Regions from separate parts of the Mus musculus genome. Here all the other regions are linked to region 3. A link is a contact called in public Hi-C and promoter capture Hi-C data. All regions are on one chromosome and are shown on one strand. Each heading gives the region's core, a stretch centred on a gene start, on an enhancer-like site or on the middle of the called end of the contact. The rest is flanking DNA. Distances are from core to core; before and after follow the strand shown.

What was found. Promoter capture Hi-C pulls out the DNA fragments that hold promoters and counts their contacts. A called contact is a pair of places that touch in the nucleus more often than the background predicts.
Region 1: a Hi-C map of rod photoreceptor shows a contact between it and region 3, with 5 times the contacts expected there. The contact joins the promoter of Dnajb14 here to the promoter of Stpg2 in region 3. A contact is called at or near these places in 2 of 39 promoter capture datasets (hippocampal neurons and pre-B cells), 3 of 484 Hi-C or Micro-C datasets (CD4 T cells, pre-B cells and rod photoreceptor) and 2 of 115 datasets of contacts at active chromatin or transcription factors (microglia and thymic regulatory T cells).
Region 2: a contact with region 3 is called in a promoter capture Hi-C map of hippocampal neurons, with 4 times the contacts expected there. The contact joins the promoter of 4930590L14Rik here to the promoter of Stpg2 in region 3.
Region 4: a contact with region 3 is called in a promoter capture Hi-C map of hippocampal neurons, with 5 times the contacts expected there. The contact joins the promoter of 4930579F01Rik here to the promoter of Stpg2 in region 3. A contact is called at or near these places in 6 of 39 promoter capture datasets (cranial neural crest, frontonasal cranial neural crest, hippocampal neurons and 3 more), 9 of 484 Hi-C or Micro-C datasets (cardiomyocytes, cerebellum, cerebral cortex and 5 more) and 1 of 115 datasets of contacts at active chromatin or transcription factors (embryonic basal ganglia).

What each region holds. Positions count from the first base shown.
Region 1 is chr3:137,866,233-137,873,497 of GRCm38.p6, forward strand. It overlaps Dnajb14 (DnaJ heat shock protein family (Hsp40) member B14), which reads left to right and starts at 1,443. Exons shown (of 8, transcript NM_001033155.1): 1 at 1,443-1,824. The coding sequence starts at 1,692. H2az1 (H2A.Z variant histone 1) reads left to right here. Exons shown (of 5, transcript NM_016750.3): 5 at 154-690. The coding sequence ends at 215.
Region 2 is chr3:140,947,183-140,954,728 of GRCm38.p6, forward strand. 4930590L14Rik (a long non-coding RNA gene) reads left to right here and starts at 4,653. Exons shown (of 2, transcript XR_376129.1): 1 at 4,653-4,730; 2 at 5,267-5,494. All of the region lies in intron 1 of Gm32875 (predicted gene, 32875), which reads right to left.
Region 3 is chr3:139,203,139-139,209,983 of GRCm38.p6, forward strand. It overlaps Stpg2 (sperm tail PG rich repeat containing 2), which reads left to right and starts at 2,755. Exons shown (of 14, transcript NM_198659.2): 1 at 2,755-2,869. The coding sequence starts at 2,761.
Region 4 is chr3:138,190,795-138,197,920 of GRCm38.p6, forward strand. It overlaps 4930579F01Rik (RIKEN cDNA 4930579F01 gene), which reads right to left and starts at 3,037. Exons shown (of 9, transcript NM_001374685.1): 1 at 2,801-3,037.

The DNA of each region.
Region 1 (7,265 bases), core at 193-2,692, 1.3 Mb before region 3:
CATGGGGTTTGGCTTTCCACTTAGTTTTTGCTAAGATCATTGTTCATCCCTCAAGTTTTCACTTTGTATATGAATTTTACCTGCTTTGAGTTCATGTATTGTTTTTTTAAATGTTTATCCAGAAGGTAGACTTAATCTGTGTCCCTCTCCTAGGTGTCATCCCACACATCCACAAATCGCTGATCGGGAAGAAAGGACAACAGAAGACTGTTTAAGGATGCCTGGATTCCTTATTATCTCAGGACTCTAAATATTCCTAACAGCTGTCCAGTGTTGGTGATTCCAGTGGACTGTATCTCTGTGAAAAACACAATTTTGCCTTTTTGTAATTCTATTTGAGCAAGTTGGAGGCTTAATTAGCCTTCCAACCAACCAAATTTCTGCATTCGAGTCTTAACCATATTTAAGTGTTACTGTGGCTTCAAAGAAGCTATTGATTCTGAAGTAGTGGGTTTTGATTGAGTTGACTGTTTTTAAAAAACTGTTTGGATTTTAATTGTGATGCAGAAGTTATAGTAACAAGCATTTGGTTTTGTACAGACATTGTTTCCACTCTGGTGGATAAGCTCAATAAAGGTCATATCCCAAACTAGCTTTAAACTTGCTTAATAATCGGGACTTACCTTAGATCTCACTCAGCAACAAGTACATTCTCTGCTTACTAATTAAACAGTGCATCTGTAGTCATAACCCCGTGGTACTTTTGTTGTTTCTTTGTATCATATGACCTCTTAGGGTCTTAAAACTTGGGAAGAAGCTGGAGGTAACTGCTTTTGGCGTCCCCCCCCCCCCCAATTGACAGTTAACTAATGTGAAAGGGCCTGTATCCTAAGGTGGGACACAAGTACAGAGACCCTCAGGGTACAACGAAAGTACCTCCACCGAATGAACTTCGGATATAATTTGCTTTTAGTGACCAGACACAGGTGTGAAATGCTAGTCACATCTTGATTCATGCCAAGCATGTTCCATTATTATACATTGACCCCTTTCCCCTCCCTGAGCCTTAAGACATGTATCCTAATTCCTGGAGCAAATCAAACAGAATAGGAGGTGCTTAAGCAGCCTATGTGGATGAAAGAACTTCCTGCCTTACAGCTGCTTTAACCCAAAGAGCTGCATTGTACCTGCCAGGTGGCAGGTGGGTCAGATGTGCCGCTGAGAAGGGCTGGGGAACTGCGGGGGTTGGGGGTTCCAGGGCTTCCGATCCAAAGCAGGAAGCGCCTGTAGGACGAATCCATGCGGCAATCACTCCCTAACGGAGGCCCAGGGCTTCCCAAGACCTAAGGGCCAGGAGGCCTGGCCTCTGATCCTTGTGGATCTGGTCGTGAGGGTCCCTGTCCCCACCCCGGTGGCGCGGAAGGCGGGCTCCGGGCCACACCGGAGCCTAGGGGCCGGGGCGTCCGCGCTCCGCCAACCCACGGCCTCCCCGCCCTCCTCCCGGGTTACCGCGTCGGCTTTACGGTCCGCCAGGCCCGGGAGGGACGCGGCTGGCGCCGCTGCGGCCGCGGGGGGCGGGGAGGCGGCCGTGAGGAGGCGGAGCTGCGAGGCCGCCCGTCGCCGGGCCGCCGCCGCGGTGCCCGCTCCTCCCCGCGCCGTGCCGCGCCGTGCCCCGCCCGGCCGCCTCGCCTCCTCCGCGGCGGGCCCCCCTCGCAGCTGCGCGGCCGCGGACACCGAGGCAGGCGCGAGCCATGGAGGGCAACCGCGACGAGGCGGAGAAATGCGTGCAGATCGCTCGCGAGGCCCTGAGCGCCGGCAACCGCGACAAGGCCCAGCGCTTCCTCCAGAAGGCCGAGAAGCTGTACCCGCTGCCGGCCGCGCGCGGTGAGCCCCGGCCCCCGCCGTGACCCCGGCCCCCGCGCCCTGCGCCCCGCCGGCCGCGGCCGCTCCAGCACTCAGGGACACAGGCGGGGCGCTGTGGGGTGCTGGGTGACGGGTCCCCTCCCCAGATCAGCCTAGGCCCCTGTGAAGTGACAGGAGCGGGGACTCCAGCGGCTTCTCGGGCTTCACCATCCCCGGGTTCTGTAATTTGTCCGTTCCTTAAGCAAGTATCTTCGAATACCTTAGATGACACTGCTTTTCCCAGGGAGGAGAGAGCCCTTACAAGACAGCTCCACTTTCGAAAGGGATGGTGAAGTTATTGATGATTCCTAAATAGTGTCTGGTTTGATATGGCACCGTAAGTACCCGCAAGTTCGGTACATCGCTAAAGAGTAGGCTATGGACTTACCCTACTTTAATTCACCTTATTCATTGTCTAACTCTACAGTCAACACAACACTCACAAAGCGCCACGAGTTGTGCCTAGTATTTTATATGCCCCTCTTATTCCTCAGAAAAGTACCGTGTTATTTGACCATGTGCAGAAACTTTTGCCAAATGAATGAATGAATGAATGAAATGAATGAAAATACCTTGCCCAAGGTCGTATAGGAATGGGCAAAGTCATAATAGGCACTGAGTTTTAATCTCTACAAGGCCTTTACTACCGTTTTTTGGTTTTGTCTTTTTTTTTTTTTCCCATGCCCATAGGATGACATTTAACTGTTGTTGAAAGAATTTCCAGGTTAAGAGGATTAAGAGGAAACTTGATAAGCAGCCCCCTGTTTTAATTTATTGTTTTCTTAATTCTTTTTACATCGTTGAAGCCTTTTATCTCTGCTGATTTTCACTTTACCTTTTTGTTAGCATTGGGACAGGGCAGGAAAAGATAGTGAAAGAAAAGTTAATTGTAAAAAGTGTGAAATAAAAATTATCATTTTTAGGTGTACAGTTTAGTAGTGTTAAGTATTTTCATGCGTACCACAGGATCGGTATTTTTTTGTTTTTTATCTTACACCAGTTAAGTAACCCCCTGTACTCTCCTGTTTCCTGGTAGCTCCCTTGCTACTGTCCATTCTCATAGACTAGTCTAATTTGGTACCTGATCTATGTGAAATCGTACAGAATTTGACTTTGCATGTCTGCATTATCTATTTACTTACTAACTTCAGATTTCATCCATATTGCAACCCGCGACAGATTTCCTTTTTTAAAATTGCTGAACAGTATTCTATTATTTATATACCCATGTGCCTAGGTGTGGCTGTGCACATACACATTTAACATCACCTTTTCTTTTTGGAGGGTATTTATTTAGCGCGTTGCGTGCATGCGTGCGTGCAGAGGAATAGGTCTCTCCCCACATAGTGTAGAGATTGAGCACAGGTCTAAGCTTTGACACTAGCTGTCACAAATTCTTACTTAGTCCCTGTCAATGATGTTTGGGTTGCTTCCACCTCTTTTGTGTTGAGTAATGTGCCTATGAGCATGAGTGTCTACAAGCCTGATTTCAGTTCTGCATATATACCCAGAAGTGGGATTCTTGGGTCATATGGTAATTCTAATTTTGATTTTTGAGGAACCAGCACATTGTTTTTCCAGCCCGGCTGCACCATTTTCGTACGATCCGCGTGGTTCCAGCTTCCCAATGTCTGGCAGAGCGTGGCAGCTCCGTTTTTTATTTGCAGTGATAGTCACTAGTGACTATGGGGACAGGTCGCTGGCGTTTTGATATCATTTCTCTGATGATTAATGATGTTGAACAGTTTTTCATTTGGCGACTTGTATTTTCTTGGGAGAAAAGTCCTCTAAGTTGTTTGCTCATTTAAAAATCAATCTAAGCTAGTTCCAGGACAGCCAGGGCTACACAGAGAAACCCTGTCTCAAAAAAACCAACCAACCAACCAACCAACCAAAAACCCAATCAACCATCCAACAAAATCAGACTGTTGTTATGGATATCGAGTTATAAGGGCTCTTATATATTCTGGACATTATGTCTTTGTCATTTATATTTTACAGAGCTTATTTGTTCTTTTAGGTCATCTCTCTACCCTGGGGACTGTCATTGGAGGCCTGAGTTTTATGTAGTCGGTTTCATTTGTCAAGTTTTGCTATGTTGTCTGGGCTTTTTGGTGCCATATTCAAGAAATCATTAGCAGGAATTACCCGTAGATCCCTTTTACTGTGTAGATATATTTAAATCAGTTGTCTTCTGCTCTTGGAAGGACACTTTTAATATTAAAGTAGTAAGTACCCTGGGCGAGGCACCTTGGCTTAGAAGGCCTGGCTCTTCACCAACTGCTTTCCACGCGGTCTCTAGTCCTTGTCGTTTGTGAGGCAGGTACAGTGTACTGATCCTGGGTATGCGGAGGACTAAACGAGTTGATATAAAGCATCTAATGAATCTTTCCTATTTTACAACTCCGGTCATCTAAGAATCCTTAAATCGTGCCCAGATTTCCAGCGGTCACGCTTCTACTGTGCAAGCAGCTCCAGTGAGTCTGCTAAAGGACACTGTCAAAGTGCAGGGTAATTATGGCTCTGAAAGTCATGGGTGTAGGGAAGGCGAAGGCATGGAAGACAGACAGTCAGGGGCAACGAGATTCTAAGGGGATAATCATCCAATAAAGTGGTAGGGTACCATTGTGAAGTAGTCTAAAACAGTTCAAATACAGACTTTGCCATCTCTATAAGCCATTCTAAGCTTTAATTACAAGCAAAATACAAGATAACAGCAAAGAGTGGATGTGACCCAAAATTAAGCAATGTGACTCTTGTGCGAAAACCATATTTTACAGAGTATCACAGGAGATGTTTATGAGAATAATTTAAGAACTCAAGAGGGGAAAATCTGGAATATTTATGAAAAGACCCTAATAAAGATCTTGTATAGGAGGAAATTGGTACTTTCGAGTGACTTGAAGTTTTATTCCTGAATTTTACCTATTCTAGATGTGTACCAAACTAATAGCTCAGGAAGCTGACTGGATAGGTTTTAGGGTCTGCCTATACTCTTCATTTCCATCGTTCATTTCCATGGATGTGATGAGTGGGAGACCACAAGATCAAATTCCAGCCTTTCTGTCATCTTAAAATTTCATATCAAGTGAGAAGGAAATTTGATAAAACCTTTCAATAAACTGGCAAGCTCTTCTCTTGAGAAGACATTTGATATTGAGAGGGAAGTGCTGTCCACCGTCTAGCTGAGACTCTTCACTTTCGACTAGCAAGGATTGCAGATGCTCATCCTCTGGGTTACATTTGTAGGTTTGTTTAATTGATGTGGTTTAGCACTTGGGAGAGGTGTACAGTTTCACTGCCGTGAGGCTTTGAGCACATAGTTTTAATTTTTAGATTTTTCTTTTTTCTTTCTTTTCTTTTCTCTTCTTTTTTTTTTTTTCCCGAGACAGGGTTTCTCTGTATAGCCCTGGCTGTCCTGGAACTCACGCTGTAGACCATGCTGGCCTGGAACTCAGAAATCCGCCTGCCTCTGCCTCCCAAGTGCTGGGATTAAAGGAGTGTGTCACCACTGCCTGGCTAATTTTTAGATTTTCATAGTAAATCTATAGGGATTGTGTAAAGTGTAGATTTTTTTTTTTGTTTTCTATCCTTCCTCTTTCTGATTGACTGACTGCCTCCCTCCCTCTTTCTCTCTTTCTTTCTCTCTCTCTTCCTCTCTCTCTCTCTTCCTCTCTCTCTCTCTCTCTCTCTCTCTCTCTCTCTCTCTTTCTCTCTTTCTCTCTTTCCCAGGAGACAGGCTTCACTCTGTAGCCCTAGCTGGCCCAGAACTCACTATGTAGACCAGGCTGCCTGCTAACTCCCCAAAGAGCACCTGTTCTGGCCACCCAGTCTCTAAGATGCTGAGATTAAAGGCATGAGGGCACCACCATGTTTGACAAGTTTGCTTTTGTTGTTGTCCTTGTTTGTTTGTTTAGAGAAGAGTGTATTTTATTCTTCTTAAGAACACAGAGGCAATTGGAATCAAAGATGATCAACCATGGCCATTCAGCAGCTACTCGGATGCATTTTACTGCGTGGATCATTTATAAATGACCCCTGCTTCACAAGAGTTAAAGTAGCCCCTTTATTTTCATCTGTGCTACAGATGATATACATTTTTCTGTCTTTTTTTTTTTTTTTGGTTCTATTACTTTGTATTTAATACAAAATAGAAAATTGTCCCTCCCTTTGTCTCACCTGAACTGAAAAGAGATTTTAAAGTATGTGCATCTGAATCATTATACAACCTATTTCCTTAAAGATCATTCCATTCTTTCCCTAGTTGGCTTACTTAAAATTCAGTGATAAGAACATTTACAACAATCATTTTTTTGTACTATCCAGTTAAGGGTTGGAAAATGACTTTGGAATTTCTGTTATTAGTGAGATACTTGAGGTGTTAGCACTGAAGAAAGAGTTTGGGTTTGGACTCAGCACTGTGTCCATTAGATACCCATTTCCACTTGGGAGTTGCAGGCTTCTCACCCAAACAGTGAGGGCATAGTTATTCAACAGATGTTTATCAGACACGTGCTATCCTCTGCACCAGGCAGCATGGTGTTTAATTTTTATTGTATTTTGCCTGTTTGGATGTTTTTCCTGCTTGCATGTCTGTGCACCATGTGTGCCCAGGGTCCTCAGAGATGGGAAGAGGATACTGGAGCCCCTTGAGCTGAAGTTATAGACAGTTGTGAGCTGAGCCATCTCCCAAGCCCACTGACAGTGTTTTAGGGATTAAGTGGTAATAGGACAAAATCTTTTGCCATGGCATTGACAGTCTAGAGGAGAACTAACCATCTGGTGGGCAGAATGATGACAGTATCATTTCAATAGTTTGATTTTTTTTCCTTTTTCTCCCCCCCACTTTTTCTCTTTCTTTGTTCACACTCTCTCTCCCTCCCTCCGCCTCTCTTCCCGCCTCTCTTTTAGATCACATCTGGCCTCCAACACTATAGGTAGCTGAGGGTGATGATTATCTTCTGATGCTCCTGCCTCTCCTCCTCCACTGCTGGGGAGCTGTATGTGAGCATCACCACACATCACCACGCATCACCACACATGGTGTACAGAGTGCTAGGGGGCAGCCTTGACTCTATGCCAGCTCGGCACACACTCTACCAGCTTAGCTAGGTTCCAGGCCCACCATTTGTGTTTGAGCCTCAGTTTTCTTTTAAATAAACCATTATTTAGATTTCTGGATGTGTCTGAGTGGGACTACACGTGTAAGCGTGGGTAGGGCAGAAGATGGCATCCTGTTGGGTCCTGGGAATCCAACTCAGATTCTCTGGAGGAGCAACCAGTGCTCTTAACTGTTGAGCCATCTTTCCCGCCTTAAAGAAGACTTTTATAGGTACATGCGATGTGTTCTGTATTAATTAACTCACAGGTAAAGCATGTTTAAAATTAAATTAACTGTAAAATTTATATGATTACGACCAATT
Region 2 (7,546 bases), core at 3,403-5,902, 1.7 Mb after region 3:
AACACATACTAGCTTATGACAGACATTTTTGACTCTACATTACTACCTATGGGGGGCGAATATATATATATATATATATATATATATATATATATATATATATATATATATATATATAATTCTTTTTAATTTTACAGTAATTGTACTCATGATAGCCAAATAAGAAAAATGATTCACTTTTCTACCATCAGAAAAACTGGTAACTAATTTGTAGTCTAGAAAAAAAAATATATAAAATTCTTCTTCTTCTTAATTTTACAGTAATTGTACTCATGATAGCCAAATAAGAAAAATGATTTATGTTTCTACCATTAGGAAAACTGGTAACTAATTTGTAATCTATTCAGTATGATATAATTGAAGATGTTTCATGACAACTCTAATAGAGTATATAATTCTCAAGAACATATAGGAAAACAAATTTTATACAAAGAGTATGCTGCAGTATACTGACACTTCAACAGTACAACTCATGAAAGCCTCAGAGATCATTGTGGAAGAGGGGACAGAAAGGTTATAAGAGCCAGAGCAAGAGAAATCTCCTGGGAGATTTTTCCCAGAAAGGTCATAGAAGCCACCCCCATGAAATGTCGTCAACATCACTCTGTAATCAAAACCTGAGAGGGATGGCAACAATAGATATTCTGACCAGGGAGTGGGAAGTCTCATAGGGTCTCACCCCTAGTCAAAATATAGGCAACCAAGACATATTAAGAACATAAAAAATAAAATAGTCTTGCCCAAGAAAGAGCCTCCAATTTGTTTATTCAATGCCAAGTGATCAACCCTAAAATAATACTCATTCAAATAACATTAAATGGACTACATGCACTTGAGAAAATTATATGTGTATTTTCAGGTAAATATACATATAAATCAACAATTAAAGAAATGAAAGTATTGAGTTAGCCATGGTGACACATGCCTTTGATCTCAACATTTGGGAGGCAGAGACAGGTGAATTTCTCTGTGCCTGAGGCCAGCCTTGTCTATATAGATTGTTCCAAAAGAGAATGTGGGGAGAGACCATGTTTCAGAAAGAAAAAAAAACAGAAAAGAAAAAAAAAAAACTAGAATATAGACGTATATCTGTATGTTTGTATATTCACACTCCAAAAGGGATGCTGTCTGTGTCATTCTGACCTTCTATGTACTTCTCTAGAGAAATGAGGAATCTGATTCATTTCTTCTCTGTTTGTTTGCTTGATTGTTTGGAATCATTTCCAGTTCTGGTTTTCAGAGAGAGAGAGCTGTAAGTAATGAGAACCTCATGGACTAAATTGATTGCTGATAAGTTCTGGATTTTCTACTTTAAAGGTGTATAATCTTGGGATAAAAGAGATATCAGTATCCCATTCTTATTTTTAAATGGCAACCATAAAATAATACGAACATAAATTTTATTTTATTCAAGAAGCTGGCAATACTACTGTGGAATAATTTTCTATTATTATTTTACATCTCTACTTAGCTTAATATATTTTATCTCTATAAAACACATTCTTATTTTTTTTGATATGTATACATATAAGATCATAGTTTATATTAAGTATAATTTGCTTTAACTTTCAACATATATAAATTTATATATTTTTCCTAATGCAATCTGTGATAACATGCTTTGTTAATTTTTGACTTTCAAAATATTTTAGTATACTGGCCATAATTATTATTTCTCTTGTTCAAAAATGTAAGTACTATTTTAATATTTTTGGCATAAAAACAGTAGCATTCAGGTCATTTCACATCTTGGCAGAATATATGCTTGTATATCTATATTATACATTTTGTGTGTGTACCATTGTTTGAGGAGTATCCTCTATCGATGTCATCTTAATTAATGTGAAAAGTATGTTAGAGATTCACAGATCTCATATTAAAAACATATATAAATAGATCACATATTTAGAAACCTATATTCATATATATCAGAATTTTTGAAAAACTGTTGAACACTTTGCAAAGAGTTATGGATTTTCAGGTTCCTTTTGATCAAAACCTTCTTAATTTTCATAAAACTAATAAAAATAATTCACAATTAAAGTATTGCTATTGATCGAGACAACCACAAAATATATTTCAAAAGTATTGAACAAATATAATCTTTATGAAGGACCATATCTTAACACCAGAGTAAGTCAAATGCATCTAAATTGTTTCTCTATATGATTGAAGCTTAATAAAGGGGCACTCTAATTAATAACTGCATTAGGCATGTGTCAATAACACAGATAAATGTTTTATTTGCTGTACTAACAGCCTCAAATGGAAGGCTTTCCACACCTTTGACTCTGGTAATGACCAGTTCTCTGATGAAAAACAAGATGATCAACAGCTGAGGATCAGCTTATAGTCTCAGGTTTAAGCACATGCCCAGTTTTACTCAAGCCTAATCATTGATATAGACTGATTGCTCTGAATAGCTAAACAGTTAATTAGAAAATAGATAAACTTTATGATTAAAACTGAGTCAGGGCATAGTTTATGAACTTTGGGACACAGCTAATAATTCTAGTTTACAAAAGTATCCCCTTGAAATTTAATATATATAAAAGTTATTAAAATAACCAATGTCAATAGAAATACATGAAGAAAATAAATGCACACAGTTTTGTATACAAAAATTAAATATCTGATTTCAAACATCTAGTGAATATTTGTTTTGTGAGTGTGTGTTTATCTAATATCTGTGCCTTCAGTAAAATCTATCAATTAACAAAGGTCAGTTTTCTTTCATTATTTTCACCACATAGTAATAAGTCCTTTTGCTTCCTTGAAGAAATATCTTTCCAGGGCACAGTTACAATGGGTTCAGAGGAAAACTAAGCTATCACTCACACAAACACATACACATACACACACACACACACACACACACACACACACACACACACACAGTGCCCAGAAGAGCCTCCTCTGTTGCCAATCACCTAGTATAAAAGGAAGGGTAGAACATTCTGGTTAAATGATAATGGAAGATAAAAACTGCAAAATTCTGAAGTTATAAGTAAGAGCTAGCGGCTGGCTTCAAAGGCCAGCCTCATTGCTCCTTGATAGGAACCCAGAGGCCCTTCCTTTGCCACTGAGCTCAATTAGCCCCTTTGCTCCATGACATCACAAAGAAACTGGTTTCAATTGTGCTTCAAGAGTCTTTTACACACAAGAATTAAATGAGGCTGTCTTGTTTAATTTCAGCTAATGTAAGTGCAGCTTCTGAGATGGAATTGCTCAGTTATAACACTGAGCTTGGAGCCAGACCGGCTGATTAATTCCTAGCTGTTTGAAGTGCTTTCTTCTCTTATCTTTAGCCATGCAGACCTAACTACAGCCTGAGGAGAGCCAAACCTCAGGCTGGGAGAGAATTTTGTCTCTTCTCCACAGAGAAGAACGAAGAACAGATAAGCTTCGTGGCAGGAAGCTGACAACAAACCAGAAACTTGTTGATTTTGATAAATATGTGGGATGTGGGCTGATTTGCAAAACCCCAAAGTGCGTACTATAACATCCTTATATCCGACTTCCAATTCATTGCTACACTGTGCAATTCTAATTGAAAATTACTATTGCCTAGGCACTAACATTACCCTAAAGATGTACTAGTTAGTTCCAGTTGAGGTTCTTACATAAAACCAGCATTAGCTGCAACAAGAAAGAAAAGGATTTCATGAGTCATCATGGCACCAATTAGAACACCTTCCCAGCTTTTATTGTATAACCTTTCAAGATCCTCAGATATTCTGCTTGGCAATTGCCAGGAGAGTTCTTTTTTGATCTTCAATATATACATACATATGTACACATACACAAATATGCCATATATATATATATATATATATATATGTGTGTGTGTGTGTGTGTGTGTGTGTGTGTGTGTGTGTATGCCTCAGCATGAATATCCTAATAAACAGACAAGCATAGCAGAGCATTTCTTCCAGCCTAAGATGAAACTGGATAGGAATCTGAAGGTAATTAAGATTGCACTTCCTGATTTCCTATGCACTCGTAAACACAGCCCACTTCATCTCACACAGTCTGGATATGAGTAACTGTCTTTTCTAAAACTATGTCCAGATAAGTACAGGCTGAGCAGGCAACTCACACACTGTAGCATCTCTTCTTCGTTTCATGGACAAGACTGCCAGGTGAAACAACCCACACCAGCAGCAAAGCCCTGTTTGTAGGCATCATTGGTGTCCAAGAGTCACACAGTAAACTAAAGCCTTGCCAAGGAACTTATAAGAGCAGATTGGAATGGCTTAGCCACTTGAAGAAACAAAACTATTAAAACTAAGCTGGCTTCAAAAGTGTTCCTCTTTGAGCTCTTCAAGATTTGCTCAAAAAAACATCCAAAGCACAGAAGGAAGTCAAGAAAACCAAATACCCAAGGCTTTTTACAGGAGGAGCACCAGTATTGAAACCTGCTCTTTCCTTTTGGAGAAACTGTGCTGAATTCAGAGACTGACAGGGCAGCAGACAGACATTTATAATGGGTGTTTTTTTCAATGCTTGATCACCAATGTGCTGGCTGGTTCTGACAAATTTTCATGATACTGATGAGAGGCTATGTGATCTTATAAAATAAAAGTGCTACCAGAGTGATACTCACCATAGCAACAGAACTCTCCAATTATGATATCTAAATGTGGACTGCCTGAGGAGGAGAATATTCCCCTCATCATTATTTCAGGATTGCATAAGTAGAAAATGGTGACAGCTATGTACAGATCATGGTATGTAGAGATACAGCCACAACCTGAAGGGGTAAACCTATTTTATGCCAATAACTACATGTTTGTAAAAGAGACATTCTATACTTAAGAAATTTTGTCCAAGGACTGTGCTTAAATTTTGCCAAAACTAAGAATTCAAAATCATGAACATTTTTTAACTGTCAAAGCCACAAAAAATTTTTAAAAGCATGGATTATAAATAATTATAAGTATTAACTAATGAGACAAGTTTTTTTTTAATTCTAAATTTCTTGTTTTGAAGTGTAGAAAGAATATTGTACTTTGGAATATGTCTATGATAAAGCTGTTATAGTTTGGGCACCTGTTAGATAGGCAGCATAATACCAACTGTCTCCTTTATTGCAAACCACTGGGAGGCAGCTAGTGAGTGCCTCATTTTGGGAAACATAGATAAGACAATGATGTGATAATATACGCAAAATTCCATGGCCAACTAGTAGCCGAAGTCTCTTTTCATAATACTTTCTCTGTTGTCCTTTTCAATACTCAAACACTTCTTTCTCTTGTTCTTACAGCCTCATCCCCTCTCTATTTTATATGATCTCCTCTATCCTGATAATTACTCCTCTGCCTCCTGCTGAAGATTATATGAAGCACATTCTTCTCTAAAGTCACAGGACTCCAGGTGATGTAGCCTGGTGCACAGGGTAGGCAAAGCATTCCAAAGCCTTCAGAGATGCCTTGCACAGTGGCCATCTGTCTCTGCAGTGATATCCAAATATACATCCTCCATTGCTAATGTTCTTCCAGGGCTTTTGATTTTTTCTTTTCCCAGTGCTCTTATTTCTTCATGATTCTTACAGGAACGAAGTACTATTGTGGTTTTTATTCCACTATCACTGATGTAAATATTGTAAAGTTTTGATCATTAAAGTCACAGGATGGTATTAGAAAGTACAGTATTTTCATGTACCTGTAAAGCTTTTGTTTTTCCAGTAAAACTGCAAGGGGGTTCTAATGTTTTGCAAAGAAAGTTGAAAATAATTCTTACATATGCAAATATTCAATCCTGCAAACTGTCAGTTGTCACTTGAACATGGCCAAGTTTTTCATTTATGCTATTGAAAAAAAAAATACATGACTGTGAGAATGCTTGCTCTTGGAAATAAATGCTCATCAAGTTCTGTACATAAATAAAGCAAATGAATCTTCACTGTAGAACCCAGGCCAACATTTTCGGCTTTCTTCCCATAACAATTCCTCTTGGCATAAGACTCCAAGTGTATTTCTACAACATACTGTGTCTGCAGAAATTTCCTCATTCTCCCCTCAGAAAACCAAGTAATGTCTTGAATAAATCTTTGGCTTCAATTTACTTCTGTTCTACTTCAATTCTTGCACAAACAAAACCTAAACCAAAGTAAGTATCTTGAACGATATCCATGCATGCTATTCTTTCTTTTGCTATAATTGACAGCATGCATGGGCTTCATCCCAAGTGTAGATCAGGAGGAAGCACTGCAATTCAGAGAGCACAATGCACTGAAGTTAAAGGGCACAACCTGATAGTCAACAAGCACTCTTGTAGTTAATAATTTTCATAATTTGAATTTCCCTTTACTTTTCTCCAACTTATTAATTGATACAATTATTACCGTTGGTTTGCCCATCTAGAGGAAAATTAAATTCCTTTTTCTGCACCCTGAATATTTGTTAATTTGAGTTTATAAAGCAATCTGACAGTGGAGAGATTGTCAGGAAACAGGCATCCAAATTTAATAATATGTAAACATATGAAAGAAACCAAAAATCAAGAATTCAAAGAGATTCAGGTAGGTCTGTAGCTAACTTTGAACTTCATAAGCAGAGTAAGTGATTTTGGGGAGTTCTGATTAGGTTCTATGATATGCACTAGTCACAGATACAGCTCCTCTGACTTTTGCGCTGCCAACACTGTATTCATTCTTCCTATGAATTAATCTTCTAAAAGTACTGGTAGGAGCAGTGCCATAGGAAAATCCTTCCCAGCAGTTCATCTGGGGAAGGGTGTGAGGAAAATGGAAAGAATGGTGCCAGAGGTCAGAGAGACCTTGGTTTTACTTAGTTCAAAGCATTCAACATGGCAAAACATCAAACTCAGAGTTTTGAGTTTCTGGGGCACAACATGCAATTTGAGGCTTAAAGTTGCAAAGCGGGGATTTGAAATTAGGTCATTTTTTATCCTCTGACTTTAAATACACCTGAATAATCCCATTAAGGATTCTTCGGGAAACCTTGAAGAATAAGACGATCCAAAATTCAAGCCTTGTATCAGAATCAAAAATTTCACAAGCTCCACAAAAAAAGATACGCTATTAAGAACATAATTATGCAGTTGTCAATTGATCTTTATCTCAACTCATCTAAAAGGCATAGCAGGTTCATCATACTGATGTTTTCACAATGCTGTATCATCTCTGAGAGGCCTACGTGAGTAACATATGCACACTTCGACGTATGGCTTGTTGTTTCCTAGTTTTATTGTTTGTCTTTTTAACAGAGAGCCTTTTCAACTGAATTATTTTGATTATATATATGTTACATAAAATTATATGAAATGTGTTTAGGAATGACCAAGAAACAGGACTAAATCTGTGAGTATATTAAAAACAAGATTGGCTAAATGTTACTTTTTGAACCTAGATAGGTACAAAAAAGTTCCTGTTAGCAATGCTTGCATGTACAGAGGAGCGTTTCTGCAATTAACAGTGACATACCAATCACTGAGTCACTTGTTCAATGGATAGTTCCACATGCCTGACCATGGAGGGAGGGAATATTTAAACCCAGTGCATCATGAAGCAAAGCCAAAAGAG
Region 3 (6,845 bases), core at 1,505-4,004:
TAAAGACAGCAATCAGCCAGAGAAGGATATGACTATGTTCCATTGTCATCTCCTCCATGGGACTTGTGAATCATCTCTCAGAAGGACACTTAACTACCATGTTCCTGAAATGACCCTTTCTTTTCCTAAGACTCTGAGCAATGTGACAAAGAAAACAGGTTGAGATGAGAACATTTAGGTAAGGGCTTTCTAGAGTAACTCATTCTCATATATCATGGGAACAATGGCCAACTAGGTTATCTTTAGAGGAAACCTGCCATCTATAGGACCATTCAGCAGTTCCTTTGCATGCTGGTCATGCAAGGACAAAACAGTCTAGGAAGCCAATGAAATCACTGCTTATGTGGTCTGATTTCCAAAGTCCCTTTCCCTGTGTTCATCAGGTGCAATGAAAAGCACTGTGAGATGCTCTTGCTGCAGCTGGACACTACTGCTGGTGGAAAGGGGACACTCAGCTGCACAGCATCGCTCTGTGCTCCATCCCTCTGTACACTCAATGTTAGCATGGTCACTCTCACCCCTGCCAGCATCCCTGTTGGTAGATTTCGAATAAATCCTTTATCTCACTACCTAGGTATTTTCTTCAATTTCTGGACAAATGGCAAGCTACCCTACTGCTATAGCACAACCAGGCTATCAATGCTATACTCTGGCATGAACATGCTGTCTGAATTGATATATTGGCTTTTATTACCAAGAGCAAATGATATATAAGGAATGTCCAATAGGTTGTTAAAGGAAACATGACTTTTAATGACACAATTTTCCATCCTTTTATCTGTGACTCTTTCTAGTATGTCATTGCACATCCATTCTAGTTCTTCTGAATGGGATCTTGCCAGATATATGAGGCAAAACAAACAAACAAAAAACAAAACAAACAAACAAAAAACCCCCACCAAGAACTCTTATGTTTCCTTTTTTGAGACAGGGATTCTCTGTGTAGTCCTTGCTGTCCTGGAACTCACTTGGTAGACTGGGATGGCCTGGTACTCACAGAGATCTGTTGCCTCTGCCTTCTGGGTGCTAGGATTAAAGGCATGTGTCACCACTTCCCAGCTACTTATGAGTTTTATAAGAATGTAGGAAGCATTAAGGTTAACAAGAAAGTTAAACACTTCATTACAAATAAGTTTCCCAAGTGCTTGTGATATTCTCTTGCCATTCTGTATACCTTGCTTGCCCCTTCTTGGGCTATTCATGACCTACCCAGGGACAGGGGCTTTAGTTTTATTTGTATCCAGGTTAACTTAGAAGAGTAAGAGAACTATATACATTTGCCAATAAGTTCTTTTCAAGTAAGTAATGATCCAGCTGTTTAGTAGAAGACATCAAAAGATTCTTAGGAACCACACACACATACTTTTTGAGTATTCTAACAGAGATGCCACAATTAATTCAGAACTAAGTAGCAAACTAAGAATCACAAAATTTAAATATATTTAAGTTTGTATTGGGGACTGAGGCACTCTAGCTCTTTTGTGGGTAAGGCAGGGCCATGGAAGGATTGCCTAAGCCAGTGGTTCTTTACCTGTGGGTCACAACCCCACTGGCAAACTTCTACCTCCAAAAATACTTACATTGTGCTTCCTAACAGTACCAAAGTTATAAAGTAGCAATGAAAATGATTTTATGGTATGGGGCCACTACAAGTTGAGAAACCGTATTAAAGGGTTGCAGCATTCAGAAGGTTGAGAACCACTGGCCTAAGCCTTTAAGGATGTTTAGAAGCTGTGTGGATTTCTTAATGAAAAAAACCAACCAAACACATAGATGGATTCTGATACTCTCCAGCGCCTGTTGCTGAAGATTCAGTGGATCGATGAGGGTGGCTTGGGCTTTTTCGATGCCTTCACCTTACTTTGTAGACAATGTTGCCATTTATCCGTGTCCAACACCAGAAGCAGTTTTTAGCCCTTGCCCTTGACTTGCTTCAGTAGGCAAGCTTTCCCCTTTTCAGATGTTGCCATTTCTTGTCACCCCCCCACCCCCGCCCCCAACCCTCTGCGTTCCCAGCTTTCCTTTAGAAATCTTGATGGCCTGCAGGTCAGATTCAGTAGTGACTTTATTCAGAGGATGCCTTTTTGACAGGAGTGAAGGGGGACTTTGCTGATCCCAAACCCTGTTTTGGGGTCCCGAGCTTTTCTATTCCACCTGTCCCCGCCTCGCTGCCCCGCCCCCCGGGTCTTTCCAGTCACCCTGATTTACAGGGAAGGCAAATCAAAATCAAATTAATTCGCCTCCTTCTAGTGCGTTTCTAGGGCTTTTCTGCGCAGCGAAGGTATTCTGGGACAGGAAGCAGGTGAGTTGAGGCGGAGCTGAGGTGGAGCTGAGGTGCAGCACCGCCCTGCCTAGCGCAGGGAGCTTCGTCAGACTCTACAAGACATCTCCGAGCTCTGAGCGCTCGACCGGAAATGCTCCGAGGCCGGTGCCGGAAGTGCACCTACAGGCCCGAGTCCTTCCGGCCTCTGCCCTTCCAAGGTTTCCGGGAGGCGGGGAGTGGGCGGAGCCAGAGCCGGAAGTTCAGGCGGCTAAGCCCGGTCTCTGGCGTGACCCGTGAGCGCTGAATTGAACGCTGGCGGGCTGGCGGGCGGGTCCTCTGGCTGCTGTCCTCGCCACTTTACCTCTGTGCCGAGGACCCGAGGGAAAGCTGACGCCGCTGAGCCAGTCAGCACGCAGCTCGCACTCTAGTCCCGCGTGTAGGGACGACGCAGGCCGCCTGTCTAGTTTCCGGTCCCGTGGGCCCCGCCCCTCATCACTATGTATGACCGTGCTCCGCGCTGGCTCGACTGTGCCAACCGCGGCAGCACCGAGGAGCACGTGGGGCCTGGGACCTACCAGGTACCTTTTCCTAAGCAGCAGGCCACAGGTAAGATGCTGATGGCCAGCTTGCGGTGACAGACGGCCCGCCTTCAGCCTGCCCTCAGGTTAAACACAAAGTCAAAAAGGACCACTGTTCAGAAATGTAACACGTCGCAGGTAGAGACGATACTAGAACCAGGATTTTGATTCCTTGGCTCTTGACTGTATGACATAACAAGTTTGTGACTGTATGAAACACAATACTTGCTTTTGCACACACTTTAATCAGATTTATTTACCACGATGTAATTGTTTACATTTCTATTCTGTATTATCACTTACAAATTGGATCCCGTCCCCAATCTCCCCCACTCCCCGGAGTGAAGTTATCTGACCATCCCTGGCTTTATACTGAGACCCTCTTTCTACATTCTGTGAAAAGTTATAGCCTTCAGGGGTGGCCTAGGGACTAATAATTGAAGTAGTTAATTGCTTTTCTTCATTTCTCACCCCCCCCCCCCCCCCCAGTTTGTGAATTAGGTCCAACTTTTAATAAATATTTCTAATTCGGTCTCTGCTTTTAAAGTTCTGGTTTTTGTTTTTGTTTGAGTTTAATACCACCCAAATTCTAGTGGTTTCTTTTGTAAACCTGCATTTTTCAGTAGATATAAAATACCTCCTGCCCCCTTAAAGTTCCAGGAGTGAGTACTCTGTTTACATCCCTGCTCCATTATGGTTAGTTTAAGTTTCTCTGGACATGGTAAAATTCTGTTTGCGTTTCAGATCTCAAATTTTACATCTTTTCAGCATCTGTCCTCAGCATTTTTGGTACCTATGCCAAGTACTGTTGAGATGGTATAAGCATGTATTCCCCAGCATCTTGTGTTTACCAGTGACCATCTGTAATGGGCACACCTATGATGCTTTTGCACACCCATAACTTTTTTTTTTGACCTTTATTTTGGTACAGCTGACCACTTTCTTTGTTGCTTTCTGTCTCATTTTTTTTCCTGCTGTTCAGTACCTGACACATGATTCGGTACTGAAGCAAGGAATCATGTTTTATTTTTCTTTTTTTCCCACTAATCATGCACAGCTAAATTTATAAGATACTTAGCTTTACATCTTGTTCTTGTTGCTTTGCTCATTGTACTCTCTTATTCATATCTGTTACTTCAATCACCATTTATATCCAGCCACTCCCAAGTGAAATTCTTTATAGAGATAGAGGTGGTTTATGTCTCTAAGTTTCCCACAGGCTTAAAGTCTGCGTCGTTGTCAGTCACTTTACAGACATCCTTGCATGGCTGGTCTAAGCTTTAGAACTCTAGCTTACTTTTTTTGCCTGGCCATTTCTCTTGGCCTTTAAGACCATTGGTTAAATGTTCACAATCTCTCAGAAATTCTTCCCCTTTGTTCATAGCTACCCAATTTAATACAATCCAATTTATTTTTTCTCAATTAAATCAGTAGCATGTTGTTTCTGTCTCAGTGTCATAATTTTATCTTTCATTTTGTGTTTAGTAGTATGTTTAAAAAACATACATTATTTGAAAAACAAAAAATATATTTATTTTTGTTAACGGCAGGGTTAAAAAATCTAAACTCATCAATGGTAGTAGAATTCTTTTTTGTTATCACCCCCGGTCTTGTGTTCCATTTAGTCTGATCTTTCCAAACACCTGTACATGCTCCTACACATGACCTACAGTTCAGCCATTCTAACTTGATAATATTCTTAAGATCATTTTTTGTCACTTCTGTTCTTTTGCACCATGTGCCCAGTGTGTTCTATGCTCCTACTCCTCCTGGCTTGCTTCTACTTATTCTTGATATTCAATTGAAATAAAAATCTCTGACTAGTCTTACTTTTCCATCCTTCTGGCTTATGGTAACTTTTTTGGTAGCAGTTTGATTCTAACACACACACACACACACACACAAAAGCTCCACCAAAATGTAAACTACTTGAGAGCAGGGATCATGATGTTTACTCCATTCTTAGTTTTCAACCCAGTAAAACAATATTCTTAGTGAAAAATACCTTGTAGTAACGTATAAACTAGTGGACCACATTAAAAGTTTCTATGGGGTGGGTGAGATGGCTTAATGGGTAAAGTCACTTACTGCCAAATTTGATGACTTGAGCATAATAACTCTTAACATCTTGTAAGATGACTCTTACAAGTTGTCATCTGTCTTCCACATGTACACACACACACACACACACACACACACACACAGAAAGACAGACACACACACACACATAACACCTTCTCCAAAACACTATGGCTTTTGTTACTAAAGGGTAGTATGTAGGATATAGTCAGCCCTGTATACTAACTTAAAGGATTATACTTTGTTCACTTTTGAAGTATGTTTAAAAATTCTGTGCTTGGGAACTCTGAGGAGATTGTGTGTGTGTGTGTGTGTGTGTGTGTGTGTGTGTGTGTGTGTGCGCGCGCGCGTGCATGCTATGCTGTTCAGGGCAACATGTTTATAATTGATAGAACAGGTGTTTCTGAGCATTTTTCTGCTACATTTCTCGATGAGATAATTTAAAAGCAGCTACCATGCTATTTCATGCATGTTTATAATAGGTAATTTACTGAACTGTGCAGAGCTGTCCATCTATTTCAATGAAAGATTAGGTGTATGTTAAGAGTCTGATGTGGAAAGGAAAGATGGAGGGACCTTGTGTAACTTAATTCTTACAGCAAGCCTCACAAGAGGGACAGATCTTGTAGTGTTAGGATATTCTCAACCTAGTGGTCTCCTTTTTCCTCTTTATCTTACTTAGCCAACCCTCCAGTATACTAGCTCCATGTTTTCCTACTTAATATACTAATTGATAGCCTTGGTTTTAGGTCATTTGATCAGGAATAAACTTAAGATTTGTATCCTTAATGGATCAGGACTGAGCTACTGTGTTTTTATGAGTGGGAAAGAGAATGGATATTCAAATTCCACAGGCAAAAAAGAGCTATGTCTTGCTTTTTTTTTTTTTTAACTAATCTGAGAAGGAAGCATATCTTCCTAAAGCAATATTTCCCTAAGGAGAGGTAGCCTAGTCTACCATCTTATCACATGAGAAAACAAGTTCTTTTAAAAATACATGCCTATCCTGGTATTGTGTCGGGAGTATTTCATTACTTTTTAAATGTACTTTCAAAGTGAACAGCACCCAACATTAGCTGTCTATGTGGAATATGTATCAGTCAACTAAACTGGAAAACAGCATCTTCTAGTTATTTTCTTTTGCAGCATTCTTCTTTGAAGGAGTTTTATCTGCCACCAGTGCAGGGTGGAAGGAGATTTATCAGTGGTCCTGTAGATGCACCTATATGTTTATGCTGACAAGAATGATTTTATTGTCCTAGCTAGTCAGAATATAGATAATGCACATACCAGGGAGTGCAGTTGTGACATAGGTTTAGATAATTAATGTATATGTGATTGCTGTGTACACTGGTATCTCTGCAGATGAATGCCTGTTTCAATGACCTTGTTGTTTTATATGTGAAGAACGCCCTTTGCTTTGTGGCTGTCATTGTGGCTGCATAACTTGTCTTTTCATCACATACTGGACACCTTCTTTTGTAGAATGGACTTTTATTGCTTTGTGCCAGTCTGATTTATCTTTTGCTGTCGGCACATCAAACTCAATATATCCCAAACTGAACTCATTCCTTTTAAATCTTTCCTTCTCCCATGCTCTTAATTTCCCTTTTCTGTCAGTTTGATTTATCATTGTAAGGTACCACTTCATATGTCAGCTTATTTATATACCCCACATCAAATTCTACTAATGTGAATTCTCTGGAGCACTCTTCTTTTTGTACCTTAGACATTGGCAGCATAGATAGTATGATAATTGTCTTTACTTAATTTCTCCATCATTTGAAATCAGGTTTTTATCTTTTACTGTACTTTCTTTATTACGCAGGCTCATAGAATACATAATACAGTATACAAAATATCCAGTATTATGAATGACTAACAAAATGTATAATATAGAAAACCAGTTATTCTTTATTGTTGAT
Region 4 (7,126 bases), core at 1,787-4,286, 1.0 Mb before region 3:
ACCACAGCCTCCAGAAGCATGAGAAAGTAACTTTCTGTTGTTGATAACAACCTCTGCCTCTGGTATTTTGTTATATCTACTTAAATGGATAAGGAGAGTGTTCTCTGAAAGTCCAAGAGAAATTTATACTTTTGGAAATGCAGTTGATTAATAATAAACTAAAGTTGTACTTTAGTGAAAATAAAAATAAATGTAACTTAAACCAGAAAAGAAACAAAGCAAACCTTTGTCCTAGTGGCCCCCACTTTTCTCCCCCACCTCACGCTCATGCTGTGAATCCTCGTTGCCTCCCGTGTTTATTAAACGTCTTTCTAGAATCTGTGAATTGGTTTAGAATCATATTTTCCTTTCAAAGTTTTACTGTATAGCAGATAAGTCTGAATGATAATTTCCTAAGAACGATAAACTCATAAGAAATGAAAGTATGATAATCCTCATGTCTACATACATTTACAAAACAAGTTTAACATAAAAAGAACACTCTTAGTTTTTTATTGATTATTTTATGCTTTCCTTGCATGTGTGTGTGCCCCATGTACATGCAGTGCCTTGGAGGCCAGAAGAGGGCACCAGATTCCTGGGACTGGAGCTACAGACAGTTGTAAGGCACCATGTGATGGCTGGGAACAGAACCTGGGTCCTCTAGAAGAACAGCCAGTGTGCTCAGCTGCTGAGCCATTGCTCCAGTCCTGAGTGGATTAATAAGAGATTAATGGTAGTAGAGGCCAAGAAATAAGTTACTTAATTATTGGATAAATATCTTTACTGGAAAATGAGTAATGGCATTCATTTCCAGTAAGGACAGTGAGTCTTTTTGCTGAACTCAATATTAGAGATATTTGTTAGTGCTAAACTGACTGACATGTACCATAGATGAATTCCATAAACAAAGTTATGATCACTTCTATGCATAAGCCATGAATTAGTTAGCAAGTAACATATAAAATCTTATGATGCATAATGCCTGGGGTGGGGGTAGAGGGTGTGTGTGGGAGGGAGGGAGGAGAGAGACAAAAAGACCAGGAGACAGAGAGATGGGATGGGAGGTGGGGGATGGGGGAGAAGCCACATATTCATTTGTAGTATTTCAAAGGTACTTACTGCATGCTACAGAAAACAATCCCCAGATTATTTTCCCTATGTCAGATGGTCACACAGAAGACATGTCTGTATTACATAAGTACACATCTCAAATCATGGGGAAGCAAAATACTAAAAGCTACCAGCTCAACTGTGGTGTCAGGGATTGTGCCTTGCATGGGCTATAATTCCAGCCAGTCCAATCAAGTTAGCATAAGCAATAGAGAGTGGTCTAGAACTTAACCTTGTTCTGTATTAACTTTTATTAAAAATAAGATCATTTGTAAACACACAAGGACTTTAGTTATTCTTAGTAAACATCTCGGCTCTTACTATTTATACTATTTATTTATATATTTATACTATTTATATATTTATTTATATATTTATACTATTTATAAAACCTGCCTAAGACTTCTTCACTAGGCCAGCAGACCCAGGAGATTTCCTGAGAGAGAAGATCCATGAGTTCTGTTTGTACCCAGAGATGCTCCCACGGCTATCATGTTGAGAGGGAAATGTGAAGACTGTGTGCGGAATTTAGTTGCACATCACATTCGTCATTCCAAAATCTACAGCTGAGGAGATGACTCAGCACTTAAGAGAACTCGCTGCTCTTGCCAAGGACCCAGACTCGTTTCCCAGGACCTACACTGGGCAGCTCAAAACTGCCTACAAGGCCAACTTCAGCGTATCTAAAGCCTTCTGGCTTCCACAGCTCTTTGTGCACGTGATGCATACCCATACATTCAAGTAAAACTTTGTGTGTGTGTGTGTGTGTGTGTGTGTGTGTGTGTATGTATGTATATATATTTAATATAAATTAATTGACAGAAGTTTCAAAGATACTTCCGAAAGCAAAATTTCCTTTCTTGTGGTCTCTTGATTCTACCCATGTATCAGTAAATTATCGAATTTTATTTAAAATAAGGGAAATACAATCCTCCAAAGAGAAGGATTGGTGAAAAAACCCAGTTAATGTTATTCAGAAAAAATGCCCTGCCCATTTGCATAAAATATTAATACCCTTAAGTTCAAAATAGTACACACATAGCACACGGGTTTACAAAGGGAACAGACAGGATAAGGAGGCACTGTAAGTCACGTGCGGTGGCCATCTTGTACAGCTGTTGCTGGAATCATGAACACTGCTCTCCCACTCTTCCAGCCCAGAACACACCACAGTTGTTCCTGGGACTTCTTCTCATACAGGATGTATTGTTCTGGGTATGCACTTTCTCCAAAAGGAGTCCTAACACCCCCTTGTAGCAATCCCCATTGTCACCCCAGCCTCACCACCTTCTAACCCCTTTTCTTCTTCAAAGCACTCTTCATAGCACCTGCTCCTCCCTGCGTTTTGTTTTTAAACATGTCACTTCTTCATGGCTCCTTTCAATAGGGTGTCATCATCAGGCGTGCCTTGATTTACCCCGGTGTTTCATCTTCTTTCCTGCTGTGCACACACCTGGTATAAACTCAACAATTGCTGTTAAATGGGCTAGCAATTTTTCCCCACAAGATAAATGTCTCTATGAATAGTGCAGTGCTGTTAGTACGGACGGTCTCCTCAATATAAGTGACTAACTTTAAAAGACAGCATCCTTTTTTCTCAAAATGGCCTACTTGGTTCTTGTATGCCTTAAAAAGCATATTTGAGACTCATAAGTAAGCATACCCGAGATGTTAGCAATTGTTTCTAACGATGAATAGAAAATTATACCTGAGAACGGCTTTAAAAGCAGATAATTTAACTGATAGAAGCTCAGGTCTGCCGATGGCCTTCCAGCCTCATATTGGGTCTCGGCTGAATTTTGTTATTTCCTTAAATCTCGGACTTAAGGAGATTTTATCGATGGAAACAGCTGACTGTCTGATGCCTCCAAAAGAGCAAAGCGGTGTCTCTTCAGTTTCTCCCACTCACACTCCAATGGGTCCAGGTGCCTGCCTCCCTGGTTGTGAGGAGATAGGTTAGCAACGGATCAGCATTGTGGGAAATCTAAGTTCCAGAACTCTGTAACAGCCATTGCTCCAGGCCGCTTGTTACACAGCTTCACTAGCATGGCACAGTGCATCTCTTGCTGGTTTCAGACGGGGTATGGTGGATGTGCTGCGGATCTCAGGAAAAGAGGAAAGGGAGAAAGTCAGCCCAGTGCGTGCTATGTGACAGAAACAGCGGTGGCAGTGGGGTTGCTGGGAAGGCCTCCCAGTCATTGTGAAAGGACACCATTTGAGTCTCAGGGGTGGGAAGAGGCGGTCTCAAGGCGGGGGAGGGAGGTTGAGGAAAAGAGAATAACAGAGTACCCATAACAGGAAAGGGGAGGGCTCGGAGAGCAAGCGGGCGGGGCAGAAGGAGAGGGGAGGGGCATGGTGAGGGAAGGGATGGTGGAAAATAAAGGAACAAAACAAGGTATGTATTAAAGAACGTCACAATGAAATCCATTACTTTGTATGCATGATTAAAAATAAATTAAGGAGAGTGAGAGGGAGGAAAAAAAATGAGGAGAAGCTGGGTGTGGTGACCCAGTCCTATAGTTCCAGCCTTTGGGAGAATTAAACAGAAAGATTGCCCGGGCTACAGAGTAGGACCCTATCTGAAAAATCAAAGTGACAACAAATAATGGGCAAAGTTCCTCGGATGTCTAACAAACTTCTCAGGAGTGATTAGCGAGTAACAGCAAGAAATGCAGCGCTTGTGTTCCTGAGCTCCTAGAAACAGCATTTTAACTCTTTACCGTTTACTGTCTTGTAATGTGCTCACTCCCTCTCCACCCCTTTCACATACACCCCCAACAGCTCCACCATCCTTACCACAAGGTCTTCATAGAATTGGCAGCATTCTGTTCCATCCGTCAACCTCCCAACCCATGAGCTGAACATACCTTGTTTTCTTTGTATGTCAGCTGGTCTCTTACATTTTATTATAGCAACATGAAGCTGACTGGGGCATAACATACATTAAGAATGTTTACATGTGCCGGGCAGTGGTGGCACATGCCTTTAATCCCAGCACTTGGGAGACAGAGGCAGGGGAATTTCTGAGTCTGAGGCCAGCCTGATCTACAGAGTGAGTTCCAGGACAGCCAGGGCTATAGAGAGAAAGCTTTTCTAGAAAAACAAGCAAAACAAAAACAAAACAAAACAAAAAGCAAAGAATGTTTATATGTGTAGCATAAACAATCGTGTTGTGGGGCATCCACAAGAGAAGACTGCTCAGATGTGGGTTTAAGCCAATAGAAAGTCTTATTAGTCAGCCTACAACCCACACCAAGTGTCTGGGATCCCAGTGTAACTCCAAGCCCTTCTTAGGGTAAGCCTTTAAGCACACACACACACACACACACACACACACACACACACACACACACACACACACACACCACACACACACACACACACAAAACCATGTCCCGGGTGAACATACTTCAGCACTTTAGCAAGGACTCTTAGCCTGAAGCAGAACTACAGAAGCCAAAAGGCAAGGTCAGTACGTTTTGTGACTTTCCTGGAATTATGGCCTTTGATGGATTAGGTCTTTGTTTTAGTTTTGGCAAGTGGTGCTGAGTTTTACAACCTGAGTGGAATTTTTATCATGGAGTCAGTTGTGCTAAGGTCTGGGGGGGGCTACTAAGGTCTAGTTCCCTGCTTCAACCGGAAAACAGATGAGAGTTACAAAAGCAAAACTATGGACATGCATAATTAATAGGTCTTCATTGGTGACAAGAAATAAGCAAGCTGAAACTATCTCATAACACCAGCGTTCTGGAGTATATGTAGACCATGAGAATTCACATCAAATATTATTAGAATTATAAATTGGTACAAACTCATAAATCCAGCTTGACATTCAGATAGATTTGAAAGCCCAGAGACTCCTCCTCAGGTCCAACATTTATACCCAAGCACAAAGCTATTCATGTAAGACAATTCACAGATGCAATCTCTTCCTTAGGAGGCAAATCTATTAAGCGATATGTAGCTATAGGTTCAATAAAACTACATCAATAACACATGTCTAACATGAATGCATTTGAAAAAGTATGTAAAAGATAAGTTGAAGAGTTTGAGAATTTAAACAGAAACACAATAAGACTATTTGTAAAATTATTTGCAAACACATATGTCTAGTGAATCTACTTAAAAAAAAAAAAACCTCAAAATTCAAGAAAATGATTCCCTGGGAAGGGAAAGAGAAAGCAGTAAGAGAGGGGTGTAGAGAGCTGAGCAGGGACGCTGAGAACAGGTCAAACACAACACATCGTCTGTATGCAGACATATTTTTCTCATAGGTTTTGCCACAAAACTACTTTGTGTGCAAGTTCTGGTACTATTAAAAATTGGACTACCCAATTTTAATTAATATTTTAGTTGCCATAATTTGATGTTTTTACAGCACACACAGGACTGCATTGTTACACCATATGAATCCATCAATGGTCCCAAGACAATTAACATACCCACTAGCTTCATTTTTTTTCATTACATTTGTGTGTGTGTGTGTGTGACCATCTGGATTTTTTTCTTTGAGACAGGATCTCATTATCTAGCCTTGCCTGGCATGGCATGAAATTTGCTCTATAGATCAAATGGGCCTCAAACTTTTGAGGAACTTCCTGCATGCTATGATTACATGTATGTGTCCCAACACTTGGCTAAAAGTACATGCATGTTATTTTGGGCACATAGAAACTAAAGCTCTCTATCTCTCCCACTAGGTTTAGGTCATGTTCTAATCATTTGCTATGAGCCCTGTCTGTCTTTTTGTTTGTTTGGTTGGTTTTTCGAGACAGGGTTTCTCTGTGCAGTACTGGCTGTCCTGGAACTCACTCTGTCGACCAGGCTGGCCTCGAACTCAGAAATCTGCCTCCTCTGCCTCCCAAGTGCTGGGATTACAGGCATGCGCCACCACTGCCTGGCGAGCCCTGTCTGTCTTGTTGTGTCCTGCTGTGTTGTGTTCTGTTTTGTTTGTGGCCCTGGGATCAAACACAGGTCCTCGCACAAGCTGGGAAAGTGTTCTGTGTCCACGCTGCAGCCACACCAAGCGCAAGCATCTTTGAAATTCTGCGGCTTGCAGAGAAGATCTTGCACATGCTAGGCAAGTACTCGATCATAGCTAGAAATGTTACACTAGATACCTCAATAGTTCAGACATAGCTATGGAAAGTAAAAATTAGGTGTGCATTTGTTTCCTGTAGCTCTTTAACAAATCTTTTTGAGTTATTAACTTAAACCTACAGAAATGTATTGTCTGAGAGCTCTGCAGGCTACGTGCGTGTGTGCGCTTTGCATGCAAGCGTGCATATGTACATAACACGGTTAATTCCGTTCTCGTGTTCCTAATTGAAACTCAGAAAGCATGACAGGTCCTCCAGGGTCACACAGTGAGGACCTGGCCCAGACTGGCTGAGTGATCATGTTTCTTACTGAGCAAAAGGAGCCCACAGGGGTGACGTCTGTGGCGCTCCAGTGAGGAGCCGTGCTCCGGGGCAAGCTTCCGGTTTGCTTCTTAGGACTCAACTTATGTAAAACGTACCTAGAGAGGGCTAGAGAGATGGCTCTGTTGGTACAGTGCTTGCCACACAAGTGTGAGGTCACAAATTCGAGTCCCCAGCACCCACATAAAAGCCAGGTGCTGAATAGCCTGCCTGTAATCCCAGTGCTGCGGACAGAAGGAGGCTCCATTGGGCTTGCTGCCCCGCGGCCAGTCTAGAAATCTGTGAGCTCTCCTCTCTATGAAACTATGTGTCAGAGAATAGTGTCCAACTTTGAGACTGTCTTTCCATGCCTGCAGCACCCTGCCTTCCCGCATAGCAGGTCCACCCATCCCTCGGAGATGTGGGGGTGGTGGTGGCTGGTAGGCTGCACAATGTGGGCAAGGGCCAGGGATTGCACAGGGATTTCCCCCGGGGAGCAAAGCTGGCGCTATATCACTCTCCAAGAGTTTTCCCGATCATCGCCTCTGCCTTTAGGCTACGAATTTGGAGCAAGTACACACAAGATTCACTATGGGATTTGGCTACATGCATCTGCTATCTGAAGACAGGGAAAA